Regions from separate parts of the Mus musculus genome. Here region 2 is linked to region 1. A link is a contact called in public HiChIP or PLAC-seq data. All regions are on one chromosome and are shown on one strand. The core of a region is the stretch at or near the end of the contact, and the rest is flanking DNA. Distances in the headings are between cores, read along the strand shown. Region 1 holds the start of Ak8 (adenylate kinase 8). Region 2 overlaps Ttf1 (transcription termination factor, RNA polymerase I).

What was found. HiChIP or PLAC-seq counts read pairs in DNA pulled down with a chosen protein or histone mark.
Region 2: a contact with region 1 is called in an H3K4me3 HiChIP or PLAC-seq map of embryonic stem cells, with 9 read pairs. The contact joins the enhancer-like site here to the promoter of Ak8 in region 1. A contact is called at or near these places in 8 of 39 promoter capture datasets (the 3T3-L1 cell line, the C10 cell line, cranial neural crest and 5 more), 3 of 484 Hi-C or Micro-C datasets (DN3 thymocytes, the G1E-ER4 cell line and bone marrow-derived macrophages), 12 of 115 datasets of contacts at active chromatin or transcription factors (bone marrow-derived macrophages, embryonic basal ganglia, embryonic forebrain and 8 more) and 4 of 9 other capture datasets (adipose tissue, liver, macrophages and 1 more).

Annotation. Positions count from the first base shown.
Region 1 is chr2:28,698,760-28,701,703 of GRCm38.p6, reverse strand. It overlaps Ak8 (adenylate kinase 8), which reads right to left and starts at 1,543. Exons shown (of 13, transcript NM_001033874.2): 1 at 1,430-1,543. The coding sequence starts at 1,513. It overlaps Spaca9 (sperm acrosome associated 9), which reads left to right and starts at 2,053. Exons shown (of 5, transcript NM_027283.1): 1 at 2,053-2,122.
Region 2 is chr2:29,074,516-29,077,502 of GRCm38.p6, reverse strand. Ttf1 (transcription termination factor, RNA polymerase I) reads right to left here. Exons shown (of 12, transcript NM_009442.2): 7 at 2,695-2,929. Among named protein-coding and RNA genes, the nearest start is that of Ttf1, 16 kb to the right of the region's middle. Within about 2 kb of position 1,527, at least 12 of the 459 cell types and tissues checked have an H3K27ac peak or open chromatin away from gene starts, as enhancers often do. A contact at or near this core is called in embryonic stem cells, where this site is marked.

The DNA of each region.
Region 1 (2,944 bases), core at 294-2,793:
TACACACCACCACAGAAACCCAAGAGCAGGTGAAAGGGGGTGAGATCCAGGAGAAGCCTGCAGTGGAGGCTCAAGCACTGCACCCACTTCTGCTTCACGGCTTTGAGAAGACCAAGGTTACACGGCCTAAGCTAGACAAGAGGTGAACGCCATTTTTATAACTTCCCAAGTCTAAGATTATTTGAAAATAAATGATAATAAGATAAAGTATTCTGGTTATCGCCCCACCAATCCAACAAGAAAGCAGGCCAGGATCATATATCACCCCTCTCGTGCCCCCAGATTTGCTGTTTTATTTGTGGCTGGCCACTCCTTGGTCTCCCCTCCATTAACACTTTCCAAAGGAGCTTGCTCAGTAGACTCAGGCTCCTTGGCCTGGGCTCATGTGCCAGCACGGTGTCCCCCTCCTTCTCTCTCTCTCTCTGTCTGTGTGTGTGTGTGTGTGTGTGTGTGTGCGCACGTGTGCGCGTGTGCATGCTAGGCTTGCAGTATAGGGTACTAGAAACTGAGCTCTAGTTTGCCTGCGGCCCCCAGAATCACTGACTGTTAGACAGCTCATCGGTCCAGCCCCTAAAAGTCACTTTCACCTCTGGAGAGCACAAGTCAAAAACTGGAGCACACATAGATGGGGATATGGTTTGGCTGAAGGCCACAGTTGCCTGGGAACCAGGACAAGCTGGGAGCTAGTATAAGGGATGAGGGACGAGGGCTTTCAAAAGGCCAATTCTGAGGATAGAGGCTATGTAGAAAATATGCTGCCCCAGAGGAGACCACCTGGATAGGGATGCCATCTAAAACTTATACGGTCCCCTACTTGTCCTAACAGGGTCAAAGACACCCTCATGAGACAAAACACATGTGTCTTTTGCCTGACGGCTGAGACAATCGGTTTGGTCCTGGGAACTGGAATTTCCCAGGAACCTCATGCCAGGAGAAGGAAAAGGCTGGCACCAGCCAGAGGGGCGGGTCTCCTGGGAAGTTTTCCTCCAACTTGTCAGACCACCTTGCAGGAGGGAGTGGAACGGAGACAGATATGGGTCAGTGAGGTGCGGGATCACACTAGACTTGTGTGGACCCCAAAACTAGCCCCGGGAAGCAGGTCACTGAACTTCTTGAACGTGTTCCTCCTTCCATTGTGGTCACAGGAAATAAGCCTTTCTCTGACTTTTTCTTTTTTTCTGTTGCTTATCTCTTTAACTGGTCTTGGAGTGAGGTGGGTGAGCCTAGCTTGTTAGGGCTTCCAAGGCCCAGCTTAGGTAAGACTCAGGGCTCAGGAACCGGCTGAGGTTTCCCATACAATGCCAGAAGAGGCCCTGGAGACTACTGCGCCATTTCACAGGTGGGGAAACTGAGGAAAGGGATTTCCCCCCAGACCATGCTGCCGGCCCGGCCCGGTAGCCGTATTCCCTATCCTCGGGCGCCTGATCACCTGCATCATCTCGAAAATGTAGTAGTCTTCCCCGTACTGAGGCATTTCCGGGGGAATGCGATGAGGGGCTGTGGTTGCATCCATGTTTCCGACAGCGCTCCGCTCCTTAGTAACGGCGTTGCTGGGACGCCAAGCTATGCGTCATCGGTGAGCGCCTCAGCTGGGGCGAGTCCTGGTCCCGGATTCCATCCACCGAGGTCCTGATCTGCAGTCGGCTCTCCCTCCCCAGGGCCACAAAGCAAACCCCAGAACGCCTGTGGAGCTACAGAGCAATGGGGGATCGGATGACAGAATAAATCCTGCTTCTGGTGTAGCCAACTGTGCGGATCTGGGCGCTGGAAGCTGACCCTGCTCCCTGGATCTCAGTTTCCCCATCTTTAAATGAAAGACGCTGGGGCAGACGTGGGACCGGTTTCTACAGGAGGAAAAGTCATATGCGCCCAGATCATATGGGGGTGGGGGTGGGGGGAAACTGGGCGGGTCTCCTGGTTTGGGCGGCCGGCCGAGTCATGTGACCGGGTTGCCATAGCACCTGTGGTCACAATCGGCCAAGCCTGCCTGGCCTCTATGGCCTCGACCCCGCCCACGCCCATTTCCTGAGGGGCCTTCCCGCCCTCGGGGCCGCACACCCACGGAGGCACTGCAAGCTTCTGGGCACTCTGTGAGGCGAAGGCCAGTCCAAGTCAAACCAGGGTAAAGGGGGATGGAGCGCCGGCGACGAGCTGGGTCGAAAACACTATGGGAGTGGGGGAGAAAGAGGTGGAGGTGTCCTGGCCTAGGGGGAGGAAAGCTGCGTGTAGCTGTGGAAGAGGCAAGGGTGGCATCGTGGAGGAAGGACTCTGTGTAGTAACCCAGAGGGAGGTACACACAGCCTACGATGATAGCCACAAGTCCAACTCTAGATGTTGTAAATTTGACAGATTTACAGTGAGCCTAAGTTTCTACCCTGAGCAGTGGGGAACACTCAGGCATTCCTCCCACAACTACCCTGAAGTCCCCGACAGTGACTGGCCTATAGGGAGTGGACAGTGTGGGTACATAGTGATATCTCACTTAATCTTTAGACTAATCTTAATCTCACCTCACTTTGGACAACAATCGTTCCTGTCTCACAAGTTTTATCTTTATGTATTAATGTGTATAAGGGTGGGACAGAGGAAGAGCAGAGGCTGGGAAAGGGACTTTGGAACCCTGGAGCCAGAGTTGCAAGCAGTGAGCCAATAGATCTAGGTGCTGAGAACTAAACCCAGGCCCTCTGGAAGAGCAGCAAGTGCTGGGGACCGAGTCACTCCTGCTCCTGTAGCTCACCTGTTTGCATGGGTCAAGCTGGAGGAGCTCTCAGGGGCTCCGGGGGCCACAGCACCAGGCAGTGTCAAGTCAGATGAAAACCTTCTGCTCCGAAGACAGACAAGACACTGCAGAATAAGACAGGCCAGAGGAGTTAGCTGGTGGCTTTGGGCAAGTCATTTCCTCTTTCTGGATTTCTTCCCTCGACAGCTGCTGGGCACAGAGAGG
Region 2 (2,987 bases), core at 278-2,777, 380 kb before region 1:
CCAGTCCTGACTTCCTTTGGTGATGAACAGCAGCATGGAAGTGTAAGCCGAATAAACCCTTTCCTCCCCAACTTGCTTCTTGGTCATGATGTTTGTGCAGGAATAGAAACCCTGACTAAGGCAGGTGGGAAGAGATTTACCCCAAATGCTTAGGAAAACTGAGAAGAGGTAACCAGCCATGTGGCACTCACAGAATAGACTAAGCAGGTTAACTAAGCTATGAGTTAGTTGGGGAAGAAGCCCAAGCTTATGGCCTCAACATCTAGTCGTATATAATTACATCTCAGAGCTCTTATTTTAGAACTGGGGCACAGGTGGAAAAGCCTGCAATTAAACAACTGTAACTTTAGTTTTAGGAACTCCAGTGCCCTCTTATGCCCTTAGAGGGCACCAAGCATGCATGTGGTACACAGACATATACGCAGGCAAAGCACTCAAACATACAAATAATAAATAAATCTAAAAACAAACAAATAACAAAACAGGTGGCTTTCTTGCTCCCATTGCTAGCTTCTGAACACCAATGCCAAGTTTGCTGAGAACTCACATGCTGACTCCTGGAGCCTGCAGCTTGGGGCTGGAGTTTGGGTTGCCAGTCTGTGTCCCATTGAGCACTGACAGTCAGAATACAGAACAGGAGTGCTCTCAAAGAGCACAGCTCAGTAGCAGCCTGACAGATCACTTCTACCGACACACTTTCCCTCACCTTCCCTCTCCCCTCCTTGCCTTCTGGTTTTCAATCAATGTCTTCCTCTGTGGGTCCGTCTTGGCCTTGAAAGGCCCTCTGCCCTTAAAAGGCCCTTTGCCTTCAGCCTCCTTAGTGATGGGATGGCAGGATTGTACTGTCATGCATAACACACACACACACACACACACACACACACACACACACACACGAGAGCTAACCCACACTGCTCTTCCCAAGCTCTACTTAGAGGCTGGGCCTGAGCTCATTTTGGGGGCTGAGGTGCCCTTTTCTCTCTTCATACTGAACACACCCTGCCCATCTCATGCTGGTTCTGCAGCAGCACAGTCAGACCTCCATCATTCCCCTTCCAACACTGACCCATCAGCCTCCAGCTGAGGCCCAGTCTACTCCCCTCTTCACCCTAAAATACGAGAAGAAAGGGTTCCAGTTCCTCCATACTTTACATACTTCCAACACTAGCTGTTCTCTGGAATTTCTGATAAACACACACTGGACTGGGAGCTTGGCTTAGTGCTGGAGTGCTTTTGTAGCTTGTGTTTGATCCCCAGAATAAAACTCAAACAAAGCACCCAATATCCCAAGCAGAGTTGAAAGTTGTGTGGACAGTGTGATGCATGGTCTTTTTTTTTTTTTTTTCCGAGACAGGGTTTCTCTGTATTGCCCTGGCTGTCCTGGAACTCACTTTGTAGACCAGGCTGGCCTCGAACTCAGAAATCCGCCTGCCTCTGCCTCCCAAGTGCTGGGATTAAAGGCGTGCGCCACTACACCCGGCTCGGCACAGTCTACTTTTAATGTAAAGTATTTACTGTAATGGATTTTACCCTCATTTGGAAGGTGTGGAGAGCTTCTGGGGCCACTTCTAGAAACTTGGCGGGAATTTGACATTGGGCCAGGACAAAAAAAAAAAAAAAAAAAAAACTCGGTGGGAATCGGACTTTGGGCTGGGACTCAGGAAATAGGCTCAGATTAAGAATATTTACATTTGAGTTAATGCAAAGCTCAGAGTGGGCTCAGCTGAGGCACGCATGGCATTCCTTTTGTCTTGGTCATCCCGAGTAGCTCCTAGAAATAGTGTTTCTGGGATTTTGTTTATTGCCTTGCTTGTTCCTTGTCCCAGAACTGATATCATTTTGCATGTACTTAAAGTGGTATAAAATCAGACTGAGAAAAAATAAGCCCCTTCAGCCTCAGAAGTGGCTGGGGTCATGCAATAGTGTTGTCTATTTCTTTCTTTTTAATCCTCGATCCCTCCCTGGAAAACCTGTTGGCTGACTGAGCTGGCTTGGTCAGTGAGATCATGGAGTGTTGTGGACAGTGTGGGCCAGACCATGAGGAACCACTGCTTCAGTCAAGCTGTAGCTGGACGTGCAGGCTCAATCCTCCAGGACTTTGGAAAGTGAGAGCAGGTAAGGAATATGCAGACAGAGGAACAGAACCTGCCTACCTAGCTCAGAGTATGACTACAACTACTGCGTTGCAGTGGAGCCCAGAGCAGCTGCTGATCTACAACTGTACAGACACAAGGCACTAACGTCCTTGGGTTTCTTTCTCAATTTCTGTCATTTGCTTCAGTCTTGCAGACTCTAACTTCTGGGTTGCTATTCAGCACACTATAAGGTATGGAGAAGCTGTTTTAATTTAAAAAAAAAAATTCTACCTGCCAACCTCAAGCTGTAGAAAGATGTAGTCAAGAGTCACACGTCCAGCTAGTCTACTACTCAGGCTGGTCCTGAGCTTGCGATCCTCTTGCCTCAACCTCTTGCATACTGGATTCACAGGTGTGCACCACCAAGCCAGTCTTTAAGTTCCAAAGGAGGAAGAAATAAACCCGAGCACAGAAGCTACTGCACACCGCACACTGTCAATCAAGGCACATTAGGAGAAGGAGGTGCAGGGGGTGCTGGAGTGTTCCTGATACTGCACTTCTTGCCCAGGCCATACAAATGAGAGCCCTACTGGGCGTACACAGGAAGCCTCACACTTACCACTTACTTTTGCACTGCATCCAGTTCCGGGTCTCCACTCTAGCTTCCACCTCCACCCAAGATATGCCCTTGTAGAGTTTTTCCCGGACAATTGACAGGCGACCCTCAGGGTCTTCCTGGAGTTTAGAATCCAGTTCTCTTAACTCCTGGGGAGACATCTTCTTTAGGATCACGTCCTCCACAGCCTTGATTAGCCTCTGGGTTTCTGCCTTACTCCAAGCACCTTGGTTTCTAGCTGCAGGCATAAAAGGATGACCTGGTATCATAGTTGTTCATCTATTTGCTTTCAGGCA